Linked DNA regions of Mus musculus: regions 2, 3, 4, 5, 6 and 7 are each linked to region 1. Evidence: chromatin contacts called from public Hi-C, HiChIP or PLAC-seq and promoter capture Hi-C data. All regions are on one chromosome and are shown on one strand. Each heading gives the region's core, a stretch centred on a gene start, on an enhancer-like site or on the middle of the called end of the contact. The rest is flanking DNA. Distances are from core to core; before and after follow the strand shown. Region 1 holds the start of Cln8 (CLN8 transmembrane ER and ERGIC protein). Region 2 holds the start of Coprs (coordinator of PRMT5, differentiation stimulator). Region 3 overlaps Fbxo25 (F-box protein 25). Region 4 holds the start of Tdrp (testis development related protein). Region 5 overlaps Gm5907 (predicted gene 5907). Region 6 has its middle 13 kb from the start of Gm39134. Region 7 overlaps Erich1 (glutamate rich 1).

Region 1 (3,508 bases), core at 695-3,194:
TATGAGTTAGATAGATATAAGAGCCTGTGCCTCCTGGTCCCATGAATACTACTGATCTCTGGGAAATGACTCCGTGCACTGAAGTTTAGGAATCTCTCTCCCTATCTCACCCAGAGACACACCCCTTTGAGAACTCCACCACATTTGAGTCCAAAAGCAAGAATTAGATAGGAGAAATGCCTTCTTTTTTTTCTTGAGATAATATAATTACATCATTTCTCCCCTCCCTTCCTCTCACATATACCACCCCACCCCCACTCCTTCTCTCTTTCAAATACCTGGCAAGAGAATTCTTATTGTCTACCTGCTAATGCCTTGTAAGAAAAAAATAATCTGTTTATTATTTTATTTGTGTGTATTTCTGGGCATGCCACACTGAACATTAATACCCAGGACTCGCATGGTAGAAAGAGATGTCTTCTTGAAGAAACAATGAAATATCGCAATGAGTACATTTTGCTACCAGGAAATGAGGGTTAAATTAACCCCCCCCCCCACCTCCATTAAAGTCATTCCAGTTTGCCTTCTCCAAACGGCCTATGACACAGTAACAGAGGGCAACTGCCTGAGACTAACAGTCGAGGTCATAGTGCCTGGGACAGGCAACTGTAACATCTGGATGGATGAGTGAGCTGTGTGGTGTGGGAACCTGACACAAGAGAGGCTTAAGGAGGGCTTAGAGGAGACATCCAGCCAGGCTGGCCAGATGGAAACAGTGCCTGGGGTGCAAACTTGCAGGTGATGATGCAGGAACTGCGGTCAGATAGGAAAGGTGTGTTTGTAAACAGTCTAACCCAGGCTGACCTTAAAATCAACTCCTTCCCTGAAGATGACCTTTAACCCCTGACCTTCCTATCTCCACCTGGCCAAAGGTCAGTATTACTAAACGCTGTTTACACACCCAGATCTCTCTTGTTATTTTGACACAGGGTTTCAAGCAGCTTAGGGTGGTCTTGAAACTATGTTATTGCTCATACCAGCCAAGTGGAAAAACTAAGGTGCCAACCATGGACTCTGGGGTGCACCAAATATTGATGAAACCTCAGGAAAATAACAGAACTTGAACGTCGGTGTAAAATCTTTGCTGTAAAGGGACCCTTATCACAAGTCACAGGGGCACAGGGCTGAAGTCACAGCTCATTAGCCATTCTATCCATCTTGTGTGATGTTTCTCAAAGGTATTTCTGCAGGTGGCCTGGTTAACTATGTTGCAATTCCTGGGTGTTCAGAGACAATATCAGAACCAGGAGGGTGGGTATGTACAGGACGCTATTCCTTCTAGTCTTTTAAACCAGCTATCTTGTTAATTATCAAGATATGGTATGATAAAGGGCTCTAGGGAGGACTCTGTTATGTGGCCACCTGTCTGCAATCCAGGGTAGGGTGGGCAATTGCCCTGTCTAGATAAGGGCCAGGCAATTGCAAGCACCTGACTAGCAGACATTGCACAAGGAGTGCTGAGGCCAGACGTGAATCCCGAGCCAGGTTGGTTTTCCTGCTATGCTAGGTAGATGAGGGTACTAAGTGCTGATTATCTGCTCAGAGAGAGGGGACTGATTCCGCACCTCTCACCGCTACCCTACCAGCCCCGCTTGGTTAGTAGGTACATGGAATGGGTCGGGAGGTCTTTGCTCTTCTCATAATGCTGGCTCTGAATTAGCTTCGGCTCTTAGCAGGAGCACAGGGTAGCTCTGCACACGCCTCACAGCCACCTTTTCCTAAGGGACCGTAAGCCCGAACTGTACTTGTGCAGACAGGAGCTGGTTACCACCGCCTGGAAGACAATGCTGCTGTAGCAAGGGACACAGTGCGGTCCATTTTGTCGGCCTGAGCAAGTTTTTCGACTCCATGCAGTCGCCTGGAGCTCTGGCAGCACCAACCAGGAGACGCGTGCGCTTGCGTTTCACCTCTGCGCTCTGACGTCAGAGGCCTTAGGGACTTAGGAAAGAGGGAAGGGACAGGGAGTGAAGGGGTGTACGTAGGAGGGTCTTGGGGGACGGTCCACACAGAGGATCGTGGAAGGTCAGTTGGGGTGGGGGTTGAGGAATTCCTCCACTGATCCCTCCGTACCACTCTTAAGGTCCCAGCACCAACTTGAGCTACGATAGTCAAATCTAGCATAGCGCGCTGCGAACTGTGTAGCCTGCTCCAGGCACCCCCATGGCGCTGGATGGGATGATCCTACCCCAACTCGTGCCCCCCGAGTCTACCTTGGTAGCGTCCTAGGGAGGCGAGGCTTAGGGCTTCAGCAGTGCGCGTGCGCAGTGGATAGTGTTTGCTCAGCGCGCGACACTGTCGTGGGTGATTTCTCCGGTGCTAGGGGCGGGATGGCCTGAAAGCGGGGTGCCCAGCTGAGGCGGGGACACAGATGGGCGTGGGGCCCTAGTCTCCAGTGCCACTCAGCGACCGGTATTCTATCTGGCTCCGGTCACGAGGTGTGTCTACGGCTCAGGAGCTCCTGGGACAGCGAGTCTAAGCAGCTGATGGACCAAGAGGCGGCGCCCCCCTTCTGCTCACCTGAATGCAGGTGAGACGTGAAGGGCACCCTGTATACACCTGCCTGCAGCAGCGCAGTCTTTGCTTGGCCACCCGAGGAGGAAGCATTCCATTTGGTGTATAGGTCCTGGGCCACCGTGGGCGCGGGTGGACGATTCAGACTGGGTCCGACTGGATAGGTCGACCTGGGTCGCAAGAGAACTTGGGGCAGCAAAGTGATGGACCACGGTCGCTGGGCTAGGTCTGTACAGTGCTAGGGGATGAGGAACTTGAGTGTGGATCATCATGGGACCAGAGGGTGAAAGGCGATGTTGGTCAGATCTCCGCGAGGTAGGACTGGGTGGTGTCAGCACTTAGTGAAGGGGAGCGGGAATAGGAAGGACCCCTAGCTCTCAGCACACCGTGGGAGGTCCTGGGGCTAGGGTGCTGCTGCCTTAGAAAAGGGTGCCTAAGCCCTTTTAGAAGGCTTTCAGAGTCGTCGGAATGACAGAGTAGGTGGCTGCTCCTAAGTACTGTTTGAATTCATGTCGGTATCGATATTTGTTTTCTGACCGTGTTTATGTATGAAATCTGTAGCTATACACTGGACTTGTTCCCGTGTTTTGTATTTTTTTATTTAAACTTTTCTCTAGGAAGAGTGGGAAAGGCTATGATTAAGGAAACCTCAGATATTCTGAAAATATGAGATTCCACTACACCCACCCAAGCTCTGGTAGACCCGCCCTAGCCTCTAGGTGCTAGTTGTTATGGAAACAAAGCTCCTAGACCTTGAAAGCTCTCCCTGTGCTATTCAGGACCGAATCTCTTCGGATAGTGAGAATCTGGAGAATCCGGCTAGGATAGTTAGTGGATAGGTAAATAAGTCCCAGTAGTGTTTCTCTTAGGCCACTGAGAACCACGTGGGACAGGATTAGTGAGGGGCATGCCCGATGTGCTGCAAAAGGCAAAGGCAGAGTAAACAGCTGCCGTGTGTTTATTCCTTTCTGTTAATAAAAAGGAAACGTTTTATCTA
Region 2 (3,508 bases), core at 737-3,236, 1.0 Mb before region 1:
TCTGCACACCTTTGCCCTTCTCAGGTCTTTATGTCTAACAACTCCTTCCAACACAGCCATTCCACAGCGGTCCACGGGAGAAGCAGCCTGAGTTCTACACACTGGAAAGAATACCTAACCCCGCCCCCCCCCCAATGCCAACCAGGTAATTTTGCGGCCTGTTGCCTCAAAGTTCCCCAAACTTTACTCCCCCCAAGGTCTCTCTGCAGTGGAAACAGTAATGTCCAGGGCTTGGATGATCAGGCTGATGTCAGTTGTTGCCCCACCATGCACGTAGGCTGTGACCTTTAGATACTGGAATGGCTGTTCTGATCTGGCAGGGGTCGTATGATGGAGGATATTTATAAAACATCTAACATATGTTGGAGACGTAGCTCAGTTGGTCAAGTGTCTGCCTAGTGTACACAAAGCTACACACTGATTTTTCCAACACTACATAAAACCAGGCATGGTGGGCCACTCTGTAATCTGAGCATTTAGGAGATAGGTGCAGGAGGATCAGAAGTCCTGGCCACAGAGTGAGCCCAGCTCCTGGGCTACATGAGACCCTGTCTCAAAAATATTACAATAAAGCCAACAATAATAACAAAACCACCTGTTAGACTGCAAGAAGTAACACTTCTTTGACTTAAATTGCAATATTTATTTTATTTGTGTATATTTGTGTGTGTGTGAATATACCAGGAGGATCCCCTGGAGAGGGAGTTGCAGAGGGCTGAGACATCTGTTGTGGGTGCTAAGAGCCAAGCCAAACTCTGTAAGACCACCATGGCTGTCTTTCCAGCCTTCATCCTGCATGTAAATAAACTGTACTTAGCACTCACCCTAATTACCGTTCATTATCTAGTCACCCCTGAGCTTTAATGACTCTATCTCCTGTAGTCCGTGATAACCACAGACCACTGCTGCCCCCTATGGTGCTGGACCTCTTACTTGAACCTCACGCCTATCTCCCTACTCCTGCTCACCCTTCCACTTAAAAGCTTCGCGAGCCCTCCACTGCCATCACAGACCAGCAATGCCATTCATATTGACTCTCACGTTCCTTTCTGTAAGAAGCCTGCTCTCCGACCCAAGCTCCAAGGCCATTTGCCTTGCCCTTTCTCATATCCAGACCTTTGCTGGGCCTACCCTCTCACCCAAGAACATCCTTTCCAGATCCGCCCTAACAACATCACTCTCCTATTTTGCAAAAGTGATTTTCTTTGCAAATCTATTGGTACTTGAATAGCAGCTTCAAGTACCATCACTGAGGCTCTGGTAAGCGTTCTATTCATTCATCCAATTAGGATACACCAGGCATAGGTGCGGCTTCTGGGAAACAGGATGTCTACAGTCAAGAAGCTCGCAGTAGGTGGATGCAATACGGGCAGGTCATGGGGAAAGGCTGTATGGCGCGCACTTAAAAACAAGTTTCTGAAAACCCGTGTCACAAGGGGACCATTCGTTTCATCAAATGGGAAAAAGCACGGGTGACATCTGGCGTCCAAGGTCAGCTACACATCCCCACCAATGGCCAGAGGTCCTCAAGGTGAGAAAAAAAAAATCCGTTTCCTCGCAGCTCCCACCTGACCCAGCCCCCTGCGGCTGGAGCGGGCTCAGGGCAGCCGGCTCCGGGAAGCCAGCTCCGCGTTCCCTGCATTCACTCCCGCAGATGCTCCCCAGCAGCCCCAGTGTCCCTCTCCCTTCAGCGCCAGCCACAGCCTAGGGCTCGGGTCCGCGCGCGTTCCCGCGCCCACTGCCGTTACCGGCCAGGCTCTCTGCGTGCACTCGCGCGGCCCCGGCGTTTCCCGGGTGAGCGGCCTCCCGGCAGCGCGTGAACCCCGCGGTTTCCCGCCTGGGTGGTCGCGGATGCCCGCGTCCCCCACCCCGTCGCGCTCACCTCCGCGCTGGGGGCCTCCTGCGAACTCCGCTCGCCCGGGCCCCGACCGGTGGCTGCCTGAGGGTCCATGCCCGGCCGCCCACAGCCAGGCGCCTGGGACGCTCCGGCACGTGACGGCCGACGGGCTGCGGACAAGCCAATCGGCGTGGGGCGGCGCGGCGACCGAGGGGGCGGGGCGGCGCAGGGGCAGCGCCGGACGGCACGCCCACCTGCGTTGTTGTGCGGGACCGCAGGCTCTACAGCTCTTTCTGACCTCTAGTGCTGGTTTCGAGCCTTAGGCCTGATTGGGCACTGAGCCATCCCAGCCACACGGGGCTTTCCTACTGCATTGTGAAATGACACATAGAGCCCACCCGGGTGTCACACAGTCACAGCCGATGGGCTCCATCACTTTTCTCTCTACCCAATCACAGGGTTTTCCAGATTGCAGGCTGCACCCGCACTACAGCATCCCTTAATGAGGGACTTCAGCAACCTGAAATGATCTGAAATGATAACCCAGCAGCCTGGAGACATGCTGCTTTGATTTAATGATCGTCTTTAAAGTCAATCTGCAAGGAACCAGGATAAAGGAGCAAAACAACGTGCCACCACAAAAACAAGGTGGTGTTAGGAACTTAGAGTCAAAAGCCAGTGCTCCAAGTCAGTAATGTGACTTTGTTGAATAATTCTCCGTTTTCCGTTTCTCTTAGGAGTGTCAGAGGCTACAGCTAAAAAGTTTTGCCCACATGACTACTGGAACAGGAGCTGGACAAAGATGATACCAGTAGACATGCTAATTGGCTCACAAAGCCTCAACCCTACACACAGAACTATAGGCAACTAAGGATTGCTGAGAGTGGGAGAGATAGCCTTCCCCAAGGAAGAGTACCGTTGGTTATCCAGTACCCAGTGGTTGGTTATCCAGTATTCAGTGGTTGGTTATTCAGTACCCAATGGTCTGCCCTGGAAGCCCTACACATGCAAGTAACATTGTATAGACTGAGCAGATTGTATTTAGGTACATTCACATACACACACACACACACACACACACACACACACACACACATGCACACATACACATTCACACATTCACACATACACATTCACAGATACACACATTTGTCACACATATACACATACAAATGAGCGTTCACACACAACACATTCGCGCGCGCACATTCACACACGTTCACACATATATTTCTCACACACACATTCACACATACATTTCTCACACATATACACACACATTCACCCATACACATTCACACACGTTCACACACACACACACAAATAGATTTCACACACGCACACACACAAGCGCGCGTTTGACTAACCTGTTCTCAGGAGATACTTGCTTCCCACTGCATGATTGCTATTCCCACAGCAGCTTGGGGAAAGGAATCAGAAATGTTTACTTACCTTCCAATTTTGTTTTGAACAGGAGTCTTGCTAGACAGCCCAAGTTCAATTAGAAATCGAGATCTTCCTGTCTGTTTCAGCTTTCCAAGTGCAGAGATTACACGTGTGAGCCACCACACTCTGACTGAAAGAGAAATCTGCACCGAATGATAACAAGCTTTAAAAATAGCACGCACTGCCATGACTTAGAAACTACAAATCCATCTTCCCAGACAAGAC
Region 3 (3,508 bases), core at 432-2,931, 960 kb before region 1:
CCCTTCCCTGAGTCCTGCACTTCCCTAGCATCTGTACATTAACCTATCAGACCAACAGCTGGCAGCTGTCCTCACCCTCCGTGTTGGGCGTCTTTCTCCCTCTCTGTGCTACAGAAGCTTGTTTGCTTTGTGTTAACCATATTGTACGTCATAAACACGCTCAGTGTCAGTGAGGAGGAAGCTGAGATTTAACAGTAGATACAGATAGAGCTGGGAGGCCGCACAGACACCAGGCCTGTCCCTGGGTGAACCGCAGCGCAGCCCATGTTCACTTCACTTGCTGCCATGAAGCAGGGTCGATGTCATCAGCAGTTCCACATTTCAGATCCACCGTTTTCTAGGTATTTTTCTAGTTAAAATAGAGCAGGGGCAGGCATGTCCAAGGATAACTTCCTGAGCACAGGGAAATCGCTATGTGCCAGCCCCATGAGACGATGCTATGTGGTAGCCCCCATGAGACCACCCTGCAGAGCAGTGAAGAAGACTGAAGTGACCGTCAGAGCACATGGCCTCTTCGCTGTAGTCTTGCTGAAGCTGTCTCTACAGCATGGCCATTGTGTTTTGTTGCAGGAAGCCCCTGTGTTTTCTCCACGTGACACCGCTGTGCTTCCTTTCAGCAGGTAAACACTGGCCTCACACTCAGTGACCTGCCCCTGCACATGCTGAACAACATCCTGTACCGTTTCTCAGATGGCTGGGACATTGTCACCCTGGGCCAGGTAACACCAACCCTGTACATGCTCAGTGAAGACAGGCGGCTGTGGAAGCGACTGTGTCAGTACCACTTTGCTGAGCAGCAGGTGAGTGCGGGCAGCTGGCCTTGCTGCTTGTGGGTTCTTCTTTCTTCCTTCCTTCTCCACCTTCCAGCCCTCTAACACTAGATAAGGAGGAAGGAAGGATAGAGCGAAATGGAGAGAGACTGTGAATGCCATCGGTCTGGTTGGAAAGGGAGTGACATTATTGTTAGACGACTTCCTGATGAATAGGAGTGTCGGTTCTGTGGGGCAGTGTGATCTTCACCATCAGGATGATATCTGATTTCTCCTTGTTTCTTTTTTGCTCACAACTGTTTAACAAATGGTAACCCAATAACAACCACCCACCCACCATTGTTCAACCAACAACCCAACCCAATCCCTCCACCCCCAAGGCTTCTTGGGGCCCTAGCATTTATACCCTCTGAAAAACCCCTAGAATTCCAGACCTTACACGGTTGCAGAAACTATCTACAGCTGGTAAAGTCATAGCCCGGCTAGAGTACGAGGCAAGTCACAGTCAGCTGCTGTGGATAGTCTGAAGCAGCCCCGTATCCCACACCTGGGTTAAAACAAAACCATAGTCCCACGATATTCCTGTGGTTTTTAAAGAAACCAAGATCTAACTAAAGTGTGCAGGTCAGTCCCTGAGTCAGGCCAGCTGGCCACCATCCTTTGCCCTCGAATGAAGGTGGGGAGCACTTGATAGCAGCTAGAGGATACCAAAGTTGCTTCTGAATTGTATCAATTACAAGGCTCATGTTTCATATTGAAAAGGAATCATGATTCTAAAAATGTCCTAGTACCAAATTACTTAACTAGCTGAGTTGTGTCCTGTCTCCTGGGAAAGGTCACAGTGGTCTCTTTCCCTGATGAGTCCCACTCTGGCTCTGCCCCCTCCTGTCAGCCTGTCGTCCTTGCAGTTCCCGTGCTTCCCACTTGGTGGCACCATCTTGAGGTCCTGTGTCTTGCTAGTTGATGCTCCTGCTCCAGAGTGAAATCCCCACCTTTGCGTTTCTGCAGCATGTGGGCATCCTGGCTCACTGCATCAAGCAGTGCCTGTTTCATTCAAGGATAGGAAGCAGCGAGTGATGCATTGTCTGTCTTACGGATGTGGACATACCTGGGATGCTGGAGCATTGTGACGTGGGGGCCAGAGTGTGCCTGGTTCACGGCAGATGTGGGCAGAGCAGAAAGCAGGTCCCATCAGAAGAAGGAATCAGGGGTCTTAGCCACAGCTGAGATTCCACCCAGCTTAAAAAGTCCAGCAAAGCACCTGGAACACAGGGCACCTTTTATATGGCTCTCAGGATCTTGCTTGAGAGAAACACTGGTGTGGACATCAAAGGCGGTAGTCAGGGGTGATGTACGTGCCCAGCCAGGACCCTAGGAAAGTCCTAAGCAGAGCCCCAAGGAGATGCCCAGACCCAGAGTGAGCCTGTGAGAGCGCAGGAAGCTCTGGGTTCTCAGGCATGGAGCAGTGCAGCCAGGATGCTGCAGATGGGTGAGCATGGAACTGGGTCCATGGGACTGGGCTGTGCAGAGGCTGGGCCTGAGAATGGCTCGGTAGGCAGGCTAGCCCACCTAGCAAGAGGCATAGCTACTCCATCTGAGTGGGAGTGGACGTCCATTGCTCCCTGCATCCTTAGCCATCCTGACTCTTCCTACTCTCTTCTTATCTCTTTCTCAGCGGCAACTGTGTTTCCGCCCCCTCCTTTTTGAGATTAGATTTGAGCTGGCATCAGAAATGCAGGAGAGAGTGGTTGATCTTTTGGAGGAAATATTTAGAGCCATGGATAGAGTGATGAATAAATGTCTGTCTAGGATGGGCCCTGTGCATCACACATTGCTCTGGGACCTACCTCCAAGGATACCATAGGGCAAGGCCAGGGCTCGGCCTGGGCCACCAGAACCCCTGGCAGGCGTTATATATCCAGACGTCACACGTCCTTCAGGAAATCGGCTGACTGTTGGTTTGTGAGTCCTGGAAGTTCCTTGATGAAAGACTGTAAAGGTTAAAGGTCTGTTTACAACAGTGTTCACCTTCTATAAGAACTTAGAGTAGAATCATCCGTTAGCACCTGTGAGAGCGTCTTTTGATGCATATTTTCTTGATTGAATCACAAAACTGAACTGTGAGATGTTACCAGTTCTTCAAGAGTGACTAACAGCAGCAGGCTCCTGGTTTCTCAGGATCAGCAGTAGCTTACAGCCAGGGCAGGGTCCGGCCAGCACTGCAGGCTAGGAAACACCTCAATGAAGCTGAAGGCTGTGTAGGTCCTGGGTCAGCTGTTTGTAGTGACAGCAGCAGGAGCCACTGGCAAGATGTGTGTGATGTGAGCAGCTGACGTAGATGTGAGACGTGAGTAACAAAAAGACCCCAGGTTCTTATGCAGAGGAGAAACACCCGGGCATGTGGGCGTTCCTCCTGGGAACACTGGGCATGGAGCCGTGAGGAGGGAAGGCAGAGGTATTTTTGTCTCTAGCTCATGTTTCCATGGTGCTTAAAGGACACGGAGAGCGCTCCAGCCAGGCCTGTGACGGCCCCTCTGCTCTTCAGGCTGTCTTAGAAATCAGAGTCCCTCATTGGCTCCATTATTATTTCCAAACGAAGTCCTTAAAAGGTGTGGCTGGTTACATGTTGTACAAGAGATTGTTTTCAGTAATAAGAAGCGAAACACTCCTAAAAGGCCATAGCACACTTAGACAAGGGCATCTTTTCCTAAATGATCGAGGACGTGCCTATTGGCTCC
Region 4 (3,508 bases), core at 684-3,183, 910 kb before region 1:
CCAATACTCTAAAGCAATGCAGAGAAATTTGTTCTCCTGAAGGCAGTGGTGGAAAGAGGATCTCAGTGGGAATGGTGGGAACCTGGGGGGGTGGGCGGGAGGCGGCTGTGCACGGACAGGTGCTTGTTCTGCAAACCTGACAACCGGATCTTGATTTCAGACGCAGGGCAGTGGGTCTGTACTCCCAGAACTCCACTGGGACCGGAGCTGGGGGTGGGAACCGGTAAAAACAAGGAGACCCTGCTCACCGACGTGGAAACAAACACTTGCCTGCACTCACCGGTCATACACACATGTACGTACACACATGCACATGCACACACACACACACACACACACACAAATGCACTCCATGACAGCCCAGCAGTCACATTGTCTTACTTAAATGATCTGAAATTCTACAGAAGGCCCACCCTGCCTATTTACAGGAACTTCAGCATCAGCTATCCAAGCTTGGAAGGAGGTGACATGATATTCTGAAGGTAATCAGTGCCAAAAAGAAACTTACTATCGAACCATGAAAAGACAGGTGAAGCAAACTTAAACACATATTGCTGGCTAGAAGATGATTTAAAAAATATCTAGAGACCACAGACAAATGCTCATTACTGCCTTCTAAGAGTTGCCGTCTAGCTACAAAACCTTGAAGGCTGGAAAAATGAAAGCTAGGTAAGTTCTAGGGACACAAAAAGGTGACTTCTCAAATGTAAATTCAGATACAAACCATACCTAAAAGCTTACACTCATCAGCTGGAATGTCTGCGTGCTGGCAGCGAGCTTTATCAAATTCCCGAGAAATGTCTTACAATGAAACTTCATTCCTAACAGACGTTCTTTTGCTCCAACTAGGGAAGAAGCAATCTCGGGACTACTTCCAAGTTTCAAAAGAAAGATTTGCAACAGCCACAGTTTTCACACTATGCTTAAAAAAATAAATAAATAACTTTATGCTTAAAAATTGGCGTACTTTGTGACCTAAATTTCCTAGCACATGAAAGGGAATGAAAAGTGTCCCGAGAAGGTGGGTGGGGAAGCCTCACACAGATCCACCTGGGATCCTGTTAATTAAAAAATTCTACACATTCCAAGCGTATCTCTATACTTGTCGGGCCAAAGCTTTTTCTGTATAAAGGTCTCTGATCTCTTCTTCCGGGAGAGGGGGCGAGACGGGATCAAAGGCTTAAAAAAAGGAAATACGTGTTGTGCAAATAAATATCCAGCACACTTTATATTCGCTATAGTCACCAAAAGAAAAGGGAAAGGAAAAAACAAAAACAAAAACACCAAGCTTTTAAGTCTGAGCGAACCGCCGTCCCCGGCACCATGATTCAGGACTTCTCTGTTTCTCCAACTCCGGAATAGAAATACCTGGCCTGGAAGCGGTCACCCCGCGTCCCCGGTGTCTCAAGCCGAACCCCAAAGCCCTTGTGGCAGCAGAGCGAAGGGCAGCGCCGCCGGCCAGTGCGGAAAGTGCCCGGGGTACGCGTCCCCGCGGTACCCCACACATGCTGGCTCTGGGGCCCACGACCTGTAGGACCCGGCCACTCATCAGAGGGGTCCTCCGGGGCAGTCACCTCGCAGCCCCGAGAAGCGTCGGGTCCCTGCCAAGTCCGCACCCGGCACGCGACCCCATGCACCTGCGCTCGGCCTCCAGAGCACCCCGCGGCCCGCACCTGCGCCCCTACGCGTGCCCTCACCGACGCCGGGGCGGCTGCTGATGCTGGCGGTGCCCCTCGCAGCACATCCTCTTCCTCGGGGGGCTCGTCCAGAAGCACTCGACTTCGGCTCAGCTTCCACATCTCCGGTGCTCGACCGCTCCGCGCAGCTTGGCTCCGGGACTGAAGGAGGACACCCGGCCCGCCGCGGCGCTGGGACAGTGCGGAGGACTGGGCGGGGAGGGGCGGTCAGCTGCGGGCGGCCGTCCCCGGCCCGCCCCCAGGCCCGCCCCCAGACCCTCCTCCAGCCTTCAGGTTCCTCAGGTCCCCTGCCTCCCTGGTCCTCCCCCACCCTGACACTCAGCCCGCGGGTCCCCTACTTCTCCAGGACCGCTCCAACCTCCCTAAGTAGGCCCCCCAGGGAATCAGCGGGCCGAGTGCTTTACCAAGGGGCCAAGAACACTGACGCACCAAAACCACGTGACATTTCACACCGGCCGCCCCTCAACTCCCGGCCCTTCACTCACCCAGCCCGATGGGCGTGGTCCATCCTGGATCACCAAGGCAACGCCGAGGTGGGGCCGCGCTTTACGCATGCTCGCCCAGTTGGTGCTACGGGGGCCGAGGGCGGGGCTTCGGTGACCGCAGGCTGAGGGTTAGTGGTCTATGCTGATCCTAAAAGGTCCATTAGTGGATATGGACCACCGGAGAGGGGGGCACCTGCAAGGGAGGAGGGTGTTAGGGAAAGAGAAGGGTTCCTGCATAGACTACGGTCACTTTGCGCTGCTGTGAGGCCTGCATCGATAGAGTGATGGACACAGAATCAACCAGAGTCCAGGGAAGGTTCCCAGGGCCCAGAAGAGACTAGGTAGGTGGGTTGGCAGTGCCAGTTGGACCTGGGGCCTCGACTTCCCTTTGTAGTCTCAGGGTGACACTCAGACTAATGCAGCCTGAGTTCAGATCTCCAGCCACCAAAAAAAAAAAAAAAAAAATCTGGGCATGTGGGCATGGTGACATAAGGGGGTGGGCAGAAGACAGTGTGCACTCAGTGTGGCCAATCAGTGAGCTCTGGCCTAAGACGTCTTATCTTTGAAAATAAAGTGGAAAGTGGTAAAGACAGCAACTTGACTTCTGGCCTTCCCAAATACTCACTCTGTCCAACACTGTACACACATAACAGGTAAATAAAACTGTCCACAATTGTATGCTTTTGTGAGAAGTGCTGTAGGTAAACTCCGAAATGCCTTGTTCATGTTCTTCAAGTGCATAAGAACGTTTAAGGATGTAAACACAGTGAGAACCTTCTCCAGCCAGCTCAGACCCGCCTGGCCTGTCTGGGAGTTATGAACAGGTAGCCGCAGGGTACTTGCGAATACAGCAAGCAAAGGCTTCACAACACCGTGGTTTACAGGTGCAGCACAGGCCTCCTCTAAGGCTGCATCCTGCCAGGATCGGATGCTCATAGTAAGTTAAACTAAACTGAAATTCCCAGATGACTCAGAAGGCCAGGCCTGTTACCCCACATGCTAAATTCTAGACCGCTTTGAAATGGCACTAAAGACTTTGTGTGGAAGACCTCAGTTGTTAGGAAGGGAGACGGGTAAGTAGAGATGGTGGCTCTGTAAAGGACATCTCTCAGGTCCCGGGGACGCGATGCGGGTCACTGATTCCATCATCTCTGAGGCATGATATTGTCAGAGTTTGTAAGAGAATTATACAGTCTGGCTTCATTAAAAAAAAGAAAACAAAACAGTCTTTACACATGCAAATTCATTTGGGGATCCAGAAAGATCTTGCCTAACCATCCTTTCCTGAACAGCCACTTGGAGGAAGCTGTAGATTTTAAGCTAATT
Region 5 (3,508 bases), core at 293-2,792, 890 kb before region 1:
CGGAGCGCAGTGGCTGTGTTAGGACCAACCTCAGCCATCTTGGTCGGAAGAAGATCCAATATTATCACGCCTAAAACTCGCTTCTTTGCCATATTGATGATTTTGATTTAAAAGGAATTGAGAACCAATTAGTGTTGAGCAAATTCTACTTTTCACCTCTATTGCCTTGAATAAAGTACACACTTTCCCTTTGTGCACATACATAAAAGGAATGTTGCCAACAAATGGCTCCGGCCAGGAAGAGAGTGGTACTCACAAGCTTTGATCAGCGGAGGAATCTGCCTTGTGGCACAGCTGCCCCTGACTGCCCACACCCTCTCTGTAGAGCCCCATAGCATTTACGCTCCTGTGAGCCACTGCGCATGTGTGGACACCGAAATGCTTTTCTCCTATTACTTTCACGTTAAAATGAATTCATAGACTGGCTTAAGAACCGAAACTGGCAGGAGGAAGTGATTTGCTTTCCACCTAGAGCCCATATTTACTTTCTATTACCATTCTGACTCTTTTGTTCAGTGTCTAAAGTGGAAGAGTGTAACTTCCTATGGCTTTGTGTGGCTGGCCAGATGCACAGCCTTGCCACCTCAGGAGGAAGTCGTCCTCCACCCACCCACCCCCAGCCCCCCCGCACTGTACCGCAGCTTGGAGATCTAGATGTCACATGAAAAATAAGGGCTCAAACTGCTTTGTGGCAGTAGGGTGCCAGACTTTAGGGCTCATGCCTCTACCTGAAGTACAGTGGCCTAACGTTGCTCTGTGCCTGGCTGGTTTTCTGTACAATTAAGTTCATTTAAACACAGGGCTCCCTGGCCAAAATGTCATGGTGAAAACCACCAACCCAGTTCAACCTCTTTATTTTCTCCGTGGCTCCCTCGCGGGGGGAATGTACTTTACTATAGGTCAGAGAGTGAGTGGTTTGGCAGAGCTGCCTAGACCAGTCCCGAGGCCCCAGCAGCATCACAGAGACCTACCGCAGCTCCGAGCCCTGAGACCCAGCGCAGTCCTCTTGGATCTCACCCGGTCCACGTAAAAGTCTGTGCCTCCTGCCAAAGGTCACCGAGTTCAACCCGCCTCTAGCCAGAGCCCCACGGCCACAAAAATTACAGTTTTTGAAAGCCCAGAATGGCATCTTCAGTGTACAGTGTGTGTGTGTGTGTGTGTGTGTGTGTGTGTGTGTGTGTGTGTGTGTGTTGTGGCTCTGAAGGAGATGGACCCTTTTAGGGAAAGGAAAGGACAGAAAAAACCCAAAGCAAAAAACAAGACAGCCTTGAATAGCCATTCTGCTGACCCCAAACAACTGTAAACAGTAGCAATAGAAAAAACATTTAACCTCTGAGTTCTGCTCCTAGAAAACAAGACAATGCACGGGCTACTGTTTCGGACAGAGCAGCGGGCCCCTCCCCTTGACACACCCTCCAAGGCCTCTAAGACCCCCTTATGCTAATCCCTGGTTTCACGTGGGTCTTTTTCTCCAGTATAGTTCAAACAACTACACTGAGGTTTCTCAACTCCCCCCACATCTGCTTTAACACAGCAAAAAACACACATGAGTTTGCCTAACATCTGCTCGCTTCTCAGTGTTGTTCCTAGGAGGATGTGAACCAGTGGTCTACGTAATAGTGGAAATGCCGTCCTTGGGTGTTCTAGTCACTAACAATTAAAAAACTATTATTGTTAACCAAGAGCAGTTACTGGTATATAATCCCCTGCCCCCCCCCCCCCACAGTACAGTTATACTTGAGAGACCATGTTCTTTATTTAGAGAGAACAAAATTAACTACTTTTTTTTTTTTTTTCCAAACAGGGAAAGGCATGAATACAGTCCCTTGACACACAAAGCAGGCAATCAAGTTTCACACAGTTGGGAGAGTCTTTGGGATTGCGTGCTCTCTGTAATGGGAGCCTGGGTGGTGGTGGTGGTGGTGGTGGTGGTGGTGGTGGTGGTGATGGTGGTGGTGGTGGTGGTGGTGGCGGTGGTGGTGGCGGCGGCGGTGGTGGTGGTAGTGGTGGTGGTGGTGGTGGTGGTAGTGGTGGTGGTGGTGGTGGTGGTGGTGGTGGTGGCGGTGGTGGTGGCGGTGGTGGTGGTGGTGGTAGTGGTGGTGGTGGTGGTGGTGGTGGTGGTGGTAGGGCATTTTACGATCACAATGTCTCCCCTACCTGATAAATTTCTTTTTAATGACTGAAGAATCATATTCTTATTGCACAAAAATAAGAAAATTCAGTAAGATATACAGACGGAAACACAAAACAATCCATTCTCAGAAGTAGCCTTGAGGAACATTTGAATGTATTTTTTCCAGTATTTAAACACATACCTGAGGTCAGACTCCTATGGTATTTGAACTGCATTTGAAAATTAACAGACTTTTGGACTGGAGATGTCTCTGAGCTGCAGATGGATTCCTCAGCAGGTACGTGTCACTGTATCAGGCTAAAATTATCGTTTAAATTTTTAAAATAATATTTAGGTATCTTGAGATCAGGGACACAAAGGAAAGTCGCCTTGTATGGGGAGATCAAGTGTCTCAAAGTGAGTTTGGATAAAACAGCGCAAATCTTGTCAGATTCACAAATTTAGATGAGTCTAGCAGATGGCTATGTTACTTGTTTGTTTTCTATTTGCCCGGCTGAAAGGTGATCTTAGACTTATTTATTATATGTGATTTTGTTTTTAATATAAATACAGATCTGAGAAGGACTCTGTTGGGACAAGCGAACATCACACATAAGCTGCTCTGTGCCTTCTGGCCTTAAGTGTGGCCTGCTACCAGAACAAGTGTGTAAATCCCAAATAAGAAATGCAGTGCTGTGCATGTATTAGAAGTTGTATTACAGAATGTCATATATTGATGCTACGGGATATAATATATATTATACCATACACACACATATAACATTATATGTGTGTATGTATGAAATATATATTATATGTTATATATATTATATGTGTGTATGTATATGTATATATACATATGTGTGTATATGTGTATATGTGTGTTATGTATATGTGTGTGTATATATATATATGTATACATATATGGAATGAGATAGCAAGTCAGAGCAGGGGCTTCCCAGGGAGGTCTGGGGGAGTTACCTGTTAGGCAGGCAGTCCTTCAACTGCTACAGCACACACTTGGCATTTGACAGCTCCTTAAGAGTCCTGTGCAACTGGGTGAAGACTCTTCTATCTGAGAGCCTCATGCTAGGGAGATGGAAGCCCTGGCTGGTAGAAGTGTTTAGAACCACTCAGGAATCCATGCAGCCACAGGGAACAAAGTACCAGTAACCAGTACTCACTGGCATCCAACAGATGGCGAAGGTAAGGACAGCACAGGCAGGTCACTGGTGTTGACAAAGGACATGCTCCTTTCTAAGGTTCTGGATCAGATCTTGGGGACATCCATGATTATCCAACAGGGGCAGCTGAGCTCCTGTCTGCCGTGAATACAGCATTTCCAGCCTTTGTTCCTGTACTTTATCATGTCTTACCCCTACCTCCCTCCATTTT
Region 6 (3,508 bases), core at 385-2,884, 880 kb before region 1:
AATCTCTCCAGAGCCCTGGCTCTGGGGGCCTCTTTGGGCCGTCCCAGTGAGCCGGTTCTAGGCATAGCTGGCTTTTTCTGCTGTTCTTGAGCTGTCAGTCTTTTCTGATTCAGCTGCCCAAAGCTGTCCATTCCCTGCAATTCAGGATTTCCTCAGTGACTCATCATTTTCCAAATAGTAATTTCTTAGGTCCTTAGGGCTGCCTGGGCTGTCAAACATCTTAGCTGCAATTTCAGAGGATGTCCTGACACTACAGAGCGGTTGGAGGAAGGGATCCTGTTCTACAGTCATTCACCTTGGAGCGTCTGTGGCTGCCCTCACTACAGTTAAGTTAAACCGAAGGGCAGAGCATATGAGTCTTGATGGGCACTGTTCTTTCACCCCTTGTTATGACTGGATCATGTGGCCACGATGGACTGCAAGGGAACTGGAGTATCTGGTTATGTTGTATTCCAGGAAGTCAAAGAGAACTTGGGGAGTGAGTGGCACTTTCTGCCATTGTTAAATATGTGGCAGTATCCAGGATTCAAATTTAGTCCAGGGACGTGAGGAGTCGGGGAGTCCCTCACCACACAGACTAGGTGGCTGTTGACATTCGGGCATTCTGTAACACCCAGGGTGCATCTTATTGCTGAAGGCAGTAATTCAGCAACAGGCTGAGAATCTGCATTCCTGACAGGCTTTGGAATTCCAACCAATAGGCTGGAGGGGTTGGACCTGGAGAGAAGCTGGTGGACAAAGCAACCATTTGATACAATGAGCTGATGTCTTGCTACATTTTCTTAGGCTGTTCTCTCACAGTGAGCTGTTGGCACACAGATAGTGGGTAGTTGTTGCACTGGCTAGATATGACCCTGGCAACAGTTATCTCCTGCTTAAGGAGAGTGGAGGCCACTGCAGATGAATATCTGAGCTGCAAGAACCAAAACTTGGCTGGGCGGTGGTGGTGCATGCCTTTAATCCCAGCACTTGAGGTGGAGGTGAAGGGGGTAAGAAGGAAGCAGAGGCAGGTGGATCTCGATGAGTTTGTGGCCAGCCTGGTTTGCAAAATAAGTAGTAAGACAACCAGGGTTACACACACACACACACACACACACACACGCACACCACGTCTCAACAAAACAAAACCAGCAACAAAACAACCAAAAATTTCTGGGCGTGTTTGCATTCACCTTTCTTAAACCCCATCACCGTAGATGCAGAGGCAGGCGGAGCTCTGGGATCAGGAGCAGCCTGGTGTGCAAAGAAAGTTCTGCGCCAGCCAGAACTACATAGTAAGACTCTGTCTCAACAAAGAAACGAACAAAGAGCAAAGTAAACCTCAAAACAAGCCCCTGAGTTTCAAAAAGCTTTCTCTTTTTGATTATTTTCTGTGGTACTGGCTGGCAAGCTCTAACTGGCTGGCTGTGGCCCCTTCAGCCTCAGCACCGATCCCATGCGCAGCTCAGGTCTCTGCTCTAGCCTGGCACTCACATAGGCATTGGGGAAGCTAACGTGCTTCCAGAGGCTCCTTCTCCAGTCAGGACATCGTGCTCTGGACCTAGCTCACTTCCTTCAGAGCGGGGCATACCTTGGGGTGTAGGTGGGGACCAGACACGCCAAAGCCAGGAAGTGACGTCAGCAAGATCCTGCTCAGACAGGGACCCGCTATCTTCTCATACAGAGGCCTGTGGTTAAGAGGTGTCCACACCCCCGTGTGCTGCTTATACAGGGGCCCTGAGTTCACCTCCCTCCCCTGTTCTTGGCTCTTCAAAGCCGCACTTTGGTCCAGAGTTCTTGCATCCTCCTCTTTTGCTTTGTGCATAGTTAGGATAGGGTAAGGCGCTAGTCACAAATGGCATGATGCCGTATTGCTTGATACCGGACTTAGCCTTCCTACCCTTAGGACCCAGACATACATATGATCAGCCACTCAAGTCCTAAGATACGCTGATGCAACACAGACAGACAGACAGACACTGTTCACACTGGAGAGGCTCAGTACATAGAGACAGAACTGGATTTTTTCCCACTTAATACGTGACAGTGGCTGGAGTGCGGGACAGAGTTGTCCTGATCATTCTGACCTAATCCAATAAAAGCTTGAGATAATTCACATTTTCTTAAAACTCAGTTTTGCTTCAACAAAAACTTTAAAAGTTCCTCTAGGGAGAATGAGCGGTGGAACATTTGAAACTTAGCAAATCACTCCAGTTCACTGCCTCAGCCTGGCTTGGGGTTTGACTGGACTCTGCCTTCAGAGAAAAAAACCCCACAGATCCCTAGACTGGAAGCAGACTCCATTTCAAAGACATATACCTCCTCACTTCGCCCGGCAATGGGGAGCTAGGGAAAGGGTTTACTCCATTCTAGCGTACAGTTCCATGACTGTAAAATGATGGGCAATCTAACCAACTATGCTTATTTTTCTTTCTTTCTTTTTCTTTTTCTTTCTTTCTTTCTTTCTTTTTTTTTTTTTGAGACAGGGTTTCTCTGTGTAGCCCTGGCTGTCCTGGAACTCACGTTGTAGACCAGGCTGGCCTCGAACTCAGAAATCCGACTGCCTCTGCCTCCCAAGTGTGGGATTAAAGGCGTGCGCCACCACGCCCGACCCAACTATGCTTATTTTTCAAATTTTCTTCAATCAGATTGCGAAGGGAGAGCAAGGCCTCAGTTTGCTTTGGGCCTGCCTTGGTTTGTGGCCTCAGTGAATATGACTCACATCCTGAAATGAAGCTCACCGCCTGGATGAGTGCCCCTTTGTGGCTAAGTATAAGCTGCACTGTCAGGGCATCATTTTCAAACAAGAATAAAAATGAAGGGAATTCCCAAGAGTCCCTTAACAGCACGACTTAGGAAGCCAAAAGGGGAAAGAATCACAGTTGTAACTCTGGAAGGCCGTCATTAGCGTGGTGAAGGTTAATAGCTGGTGCCCGTAGGATTCTCCAATCATTCCCCATGGACAAAACCTTCTTCCAAAGATTACTCCAATTATAGCCAATCATAGTGCTTTGCTGCACAAGGAATCTCGGCTGAGCTCATGTCACTCCTGTGCACAGGGGCAGTGCCCTCCTTAGACCTTCTGGAATCTGCCTCTTCTCCACCTATCGACATCTGTCTACTTTCTCCGTGTTTTCCCCAATACTTCATCTCTGTGAAGCCATCAAGAAGCCCAACAGACCGAGTTGTCTCTGCTCAGTAGCATCTCTTGTAACAGCTCTTCTGTTCTTACCTCAGAGAAGATTCTTCTTCCTTCCACCATCGCTGGGAGGAGCTCGTTCTAAGTGTTTGAAGGTTAGGAGGGAGGGAAGTCAGAGCCACTCTACCCAGAACAAGAATGTCATGTGAACAAAGTTTTCAGACACAACTTTTTCCTTTCAGATCCCTAAATGAGGCATGGAGAGGGGCTCCAAGGGGTGGCTGGGAGCGGCAAAAAGAATGACTGGAAGTCATATAGTGGGTCCAAGCTGTGTTCTGCTTGCTATTCTAAGAGATCTCTCTGTCCATGTCCTGCTTCTGGGGTATATGT
Region 7 (3,508 bases), core at 655-3,154, 850 kb before region 1:
TACATACATACATACTCACACATACACACATGAACATACACACATACATACAAACATACTTACATACACACACATACACACTCACTCATACACACACATACACACGCACACATGCATATATGTATAGGGGCTGTTTCCCTACTGGGTGTGGTATGAATCTCTATAATTCCAGCAGTTGATAAGCTACTGCAGGAGAACAGGTAATATTCTAGAATTCTGGACCCGTATGAGAGAGTTAGATCTGATATCAAAATAAATATAAATAAATAACACAAGCAAGCAAACAGCAAATTAAAGAGAATTAGAAGGAAAGCGAATACAGGATAATAAGCTGTAATACCTCTGCTACTGCCATACACCATGCTAACGTGTTCAAAACCTCTTTGGCTTAGATGGAAATAATGAAACTGTGCCATTTGCTCGTGGGTTGGCTCCAGGCAGAAAAAAGGGCAAACAGAGATTGTGTGAGAATCACACTGCTGTGTATAAGGGAATCCAAAGCTGTGAAGACAAGCTCTTTACTAACAGGTAAGGGTAAAGATGAATGTGAAGGGTGTAGCTCACCAGTGAGAAACAGTGAGCTACCGCTACGTACCTACAAGGACCCCAAGTCAGGACATGCGTGCGCGCGGTAGGAGATCCTAGACCAATTCCCAACACGGAAAAAATAAAAAACCAAAACAACAACAAACCAACCCATGACCCCATGCAAAGTTCTAGGATGGGGATCAAGGGGCTTTCCCAGTCGGCAGGATCGAGGTCAGGATCAAGGTCAGGGTCCTTACAAGGCATGGGAGGACTTGATGGAGGGAGACTTTAGGAGTAACACACTGCACCTTGGCTTCTGCACTAATGTGTGCCTAGGGAAGCTGAAGAAGTCGGGGAGCCCTCTGTGGAGCCCAGAGATGTGATTCCACCTTTTACATATGCTGTGGCTATGCACCCCTGGGTCCTAGCATTTCCCAGGGTTGTAGAGCACAATGTAGTGTATAAATACATGACATATAGATTCATACAGGAAAACAATGTAGCTCTTGTTGTATTTAAAACACATGCCTACCAGTCGTGTGGCTTACACATATATTTGGCAAATGGGAAAATAAGATGTGTATGCCTAATTTTCATATGTTAGCTAAAGGAGAAACAATTCCTTAGGATCTGGGAAAAATACCTTAAGGAAGAAAATGTAAGCATGATGGCAAAGGTGTGTGTGACTGCAGTCAGTGTCATAGAAGCAGCTGTTCCATCCTAAAGGCACCAATTTTCCATCTACATGGACAAGCTTGTTTCTTAGAACATACTTTTCATCATGATGCCCTTTTCCTGGGCAACCTTTTTTTTTTTTTTCTTTTTTTTTTTTTCTTTTTTTTTTTTGGTTTTTGAAGACAGGGTTTCTCTGTATAGCCTGGCTGTCCTGGAACTCACTTTGTAGACCAGGCTGGCCTCAGACTCAGAGATCCGCCTGCCTCTGCTGGGAATAAAGGCATGTACCACCACGCCCGGCTTTTTTTTTTGTAATGTACATTATACATTACACACATACACACACACACACAGTATCTGCCCTCAGACACAGCAGAAGAGGGCATCAGATCCCATTACAGATGGCTGTGAGCCACCATGTGGTTGCTGGGAATTGAACTCAAGACCTCTGGAAGAACAGAGAGTGATCTTAAATGCTGAGCCATCGCTTCAGCCCTTCTGGGCAACCTTTTAAGACTTCCACATGGTGAAAAAGCCCTTTGGCAAAGCTTCTGTGCTTGGCCAAACTACAGTTGCTCTGCAGGCCTCCTTCAGGGCCCACCTGTGAACGGTTATCTAAAATCCAGCCCAAGCCAGGCCTCTGATAGGCTGAGCTGGCTGTAACACCCACCTCATGCTCCCCCAAGCCAGGTCTCTGATAGGCTGAGCTGGCCGTAACACCCACCTCATGCTCCCCAAGCCAGGTCTCTGATAGGCTGAGCTGGCCGTAACACCCACCTCATGCTCCTCACCTTGCATATCTGATCAACCTTTGTACAACTCCAAGGTGAGGTCTGCTCACTTGCCTTCCCTCAGCAAGAATCCCGTCAGGTTCGTTTGGCAGGAATCCTTCTCATCCCTGATGTTTTCTTAGTGACACACGCCCAAATTCTCCCTCTGCCCCCAGTCCCAACTCTAAAGCCTAACTTGCCCACACTGTACCTGGGCTCCGGAGGCATGTCCCTGTACCGTCAGGATGGCCCTAAACACAAGCCTGCCAAAACCAAGCGTTGTGAATGACTTTTTTTTCTTTAATATTATGACATCAATCACACTTGCAACCTATGGCTTTCCCAAAATCTCATCAGAGGAAGCTGATCATGTTGTCAGATAAACCCAAGATAATAACTATTACAGAAATAAGATGTTGAAGGATTATAACACACTTCAATGTCAACTTAGTTTCTGATGTAATTTTCTCATACTTTAAATTTCTCATATATGTGTATGTCTGCCTGCTGTAAATAGTTATGCAAAACAGGTTCTGTTTTCATAATTCTGTATACCCTAAATATTTTATTATGACTTCTGGCAGGACCACTTTGCTCAGGGAGTCTGAGGAAAACTATGGTGCAGGTCTGATTCCTGGGGCAGTCAGGTTTCTATTGAAGAACTAAGAGGGATGCGCTCTCTGCACACGGGAAAGAGAGCTCAGGCTCCTGCTTCTAAACAACAGGTCACAGGTAGTGGCCACAGAGGAAACCCGTGCGATGCTCATGGCTGACGTCTGTATGGCACACTGGACTGAAAGCCCCTGCTCCTGGGTTCTAGTGTGCGTAGGTTCATCTGCATTCCCCATCTCTCTGCTCACCAGGCATGAGTGGGCAAAGCATGGCCGCTCCTGTAGGCGTTGGCAAATTCATGGGCCCAGCTGAGCTGATGAACTCTGGTCCACAGACCTCAGCCTTATGCCTACAAGCCTTAGGTCTCATCAGGAACTCTCCCTTGACACCCCCCCCCCCCACCCCCGCCACTTTACTCCAACAGCCCCAGTGAGCCAATCAAGTCACTGATTCTATCACACTGTGATCAAAGCACTTCTCTCCAGCGTGGCCTCCCACTAGCCCTGAAATTTCGGAACAGTGCCACCCTTGTGCAACAGGGAAGTGTCCTCGTGGCTGTCACTGGCTGCAAGTAAGTGCGTGTGTGCTTCAAGGGTGGCTTGTGTCCCAGGAGGACCAACTTGTAGATCTTCCCTTTCCTGATCAAGTACAAGATCCATATGTGGCCAGAGGCAGCTACCTGGGGCAGGGTTATGTGCACAACCGGAAGAAGTGTATTCTGGGATGTTAGCTAGAGTTTTAAGCAAAGACAAAAGGCAGGCATTAGAAAGACAATTGCATCATCAATTAAGAAATAACTTTCACCATACAGTCTAAGACAGTATCTGTTTTAAAAGCATGTGGGAAGCCAAGTGCATTGCTTACGCCTGTGTCCCTGTAATACTATCAGCACCACCACCATCACCACCACAACCAATTCAGAG

Evidence for each region. Promoter capture Hi-C pulls out the DNA fragments that hold promoters and counts their contacts. Hi-C and Micro-C count contacts between places; a contact is called where the count stands out from the background. HiChIP or PLAC-seq counts read pairs in DNA pulled down with a chosen protein or histone mark.
Region 2: a contact with region 1 is called in an H3K4me3 HiChIP or PLAC-seq map of stem cell-derived neural progenitor cells, with 7 times the contacts expected there. The contact joins the promoter of Coprs here to the promoter of Cln8 in region 1. A contact is called at or near these places in 20 of 39 promoter capture datasets (the 3T3-L1 cell line, the HPC-7 cell line, cranial neural crest and 12 more), 2 of 15 datasets of contacts at CTCF or cohesin (large pre-B cells and pro-B cells), 2 of 484 Hi-C or Micro-C datasets (the C2C12 cell line and the HL-1 cell line), 26 of 115 datasets of contacts at active chromatin or transcription factors (the NIH/3T3 cell line, bone marrow-derived macrophages, cardiomyocytes and 16 more) and 3 of 9 other capture datasets (adipose tissue, embryonic stem cells and macrophages).
Region 3: a Hi-C map of cortical neurons shows a contact between it and region 1, with 2.9 times the contacts expected there. The contact joins the enhancer-like site here to the promoter of Cln8 in region 1. A contact is called at or near these places in 4 of 39 promoter capture datasets (cranial neural crest, embryonic stem cells and hippocampal neurons), 1 of 15 datasets of contacts at CTCF or cohesin (large pre-B cells), 5 of 484 Hi-C or Micro-C datasets (the G1E-ER4 cell line, cortical neurons and palatal mesenchyme), 18 of 115 datasets of contacts at active chromatin or transcription factors (the NIH/3T3 cell line, astrocytes, bone marrow-derived macrophages and 9 more) and 2 of 9 other capture datasets (embryonic stem cells and pancreatic islet).
Region 4: a contact with region 1 is called in an H3K27ac HiChIP or PLAC-seq map of embryonic stem cells, with 10 times the contacts expected there. The contact joins the promoter of Tdrp here to the promoter of Cln8 in region 1. A contact is called at or near these places in 5 of 39 promoter capture datasets (the 3T3-L1 cell line, hippocampal neurons, liver and 2 more), 1 of 15 datasets of contacts at CTCF or cohesin (the NIH/3T3 cell line), 1 of 484 Hi-C or Micro-C datasets (embryonic stem cells), 20 of 115 datasets of contacts at active chromatin or transcription factors (VIP interneurons, astrocytes, bone marrow-derived macrophages and 11 more) and 1 of 9 other capture datasets (embryonic stem cells).
Region 5: a contact with region 1 is called in an H3K4me3 HiChIP or PLAC-seq map of embryonic stem cells, with 3 times the contacts expected there. The contact joins the enhancer-like site here to the promoter of Cln8 in region 1. A contact is called at or near these places in 2 of 39 promoter capture datasets (cranial neural crest and stem cell-derived epiblast-like cells), 10 of 115 datasets of contacts at active chromatin or transcription factors (astrocytes, bone marrow-derived macrophages, embryonic forebrain and 2 more) and 2 of 9 other capture datasets (adipose tissue and embryonic stem cells).
Region 6: a contact with region 1 is called in a promoter capture Hi-C map of embryonic stem cells, with 3 times the contacts expected there. The contact joins the enhancer-like site here to the promoter of Cln8 in region 1. A contact is called at or near these places in 2 of 39 promoter capture datasets (cranial neural crest and embryonic stem cells), 1 of 15 datasets of contacts at CTCF or cohesin (the NIH/3T3 cell line), 13 of 115 datasets of contacts at active chromatin or transcription factors (the NIH/3T3 cell line, astrocytes, bone marrow-derived macrophages and 5 more) and 3 of 9 other capture datasets (adipose tissue, embryonic stem cells and pancreatic islet).
Region 7: a contact with region 1 is called in an H3K27ac HiChIP or PLAC-seq map of embryonic stem cells, with 8 times the contacts expected there. The contact joins the enhancer-like site here to the promoter of Cln8 in region 1. A contact is called at or near these places in 13 of 115 datasets of contacts at active chromatin or transcription factors (the NIH/3T3 cell line, embryonic basal ganglia, embryonic forebrain and 4 more) and 1 of 9 other capture datasets (embryonic stem cells).

What each region holds. Positions count from the first base shown.
Region 1 is chr8:14,886,592-14,890,099 of GRCm38.p6, forward strand. It overlaps Cln8 (CLN8 transmembrane ER and ERGIC protein), which reads left to right and starts at 1,945. Exons shown (of 3, transcript NM_012000.3): 1 at 1,945-2,527.
Region 2 is chr8:13,888,285-13,891,792 of GRCm38.p6, forward strand. It overlaps Coprs (coordinator of PRMT5, differentiation stimulator), which reads right to left and starts at 1,987. Exons shown (of 4, transcript NM_025556.3): 1 at 1,883-1,987. The coding sequence starts at 1,951.
Region 3 is chr8:13,930,565-13,934,072 of GRCm38.p6, forward strand. Fbxo25 (F-box protein 25) reads left to right here. Exons shown (of 10, transcript NM_025785.3): 8 at 618-800. Among named protein-coding and RNA genes, the nearest start is that of Fbxo25, 25 kb to the left of the region's middle. Within about 2 kb of position 1,682, at least 15 of the 459 cell types and tissues checked have an H3K27ac peak or open chromatin away from gene starts, as enhancers often do. A contact at or near this core is called in cortical neurons, epiblast stem cells, forebrain and 1 more, where this site is marked.
Region 4 is chr8:13,972,844-13,976,351 of GRCm38.p6, forward strand. It overlaps Tdrp (testis development related protein), which reads right to left and starts at 1,934. Exons shown (of 3, transcript NM_173744.4): 1 at 1,698-1,934. The coding sequence starts at 1,799.
Region 5 is chr8:13,992,174-13,995,681 of GRCm38.p6, forward strand. All of the region lies in intron 1 of Gm5907 (predicted gene 5907), which reads left to right. Among named protein-coding and RNA genes, the nearest start is that of Gm5907, 7.8 kb to the left of the region's middle. Within about 2 kb of position 1,543, at least 64 of the 459 cell types and tissues checked have an H3K27ac peak or open chromatin away from gene starts, as enhancers often do. A contact at or near this core is called in embryonic stem cells, where this site is marked.
Region 6 is chr8:14,011,122-14,014,629 of GRCm38.p6, forward strand. No RefSeq gene overlaps it. Among named protein-coding and RNA genes, the nearest start is that of Gm39134, 13 kb to the right of the region's middle. Within about 2 kb of position 1,635, at least 64 of the 459 cell types and tissues checked have an H3K27ac peak or open chromatin away from gene starts, as enhancers often do. A contact at or near this core is called in embryonic stem cells and trophoblast stem cells, where this site is marked.
Region 7 is chr8:14,036,712-14,040,219 of GRCm38.p6, forward strand. All of the region lies in intron 3 of Erich1 (glutamate rich 1), which reads right to left. Among named protein-coding and RNA genes, the nearest start is that of Gm39134, 13 kb to the left of the region's middle. Within about 2 kb of position 1,905, at least 21 of the 459 cell types and tissues checked have an H3K27ac peak or open chromatin away from gene starts, as enhancers often do. A contact at or near this core is called in embryonic stem cells, where this site is marked.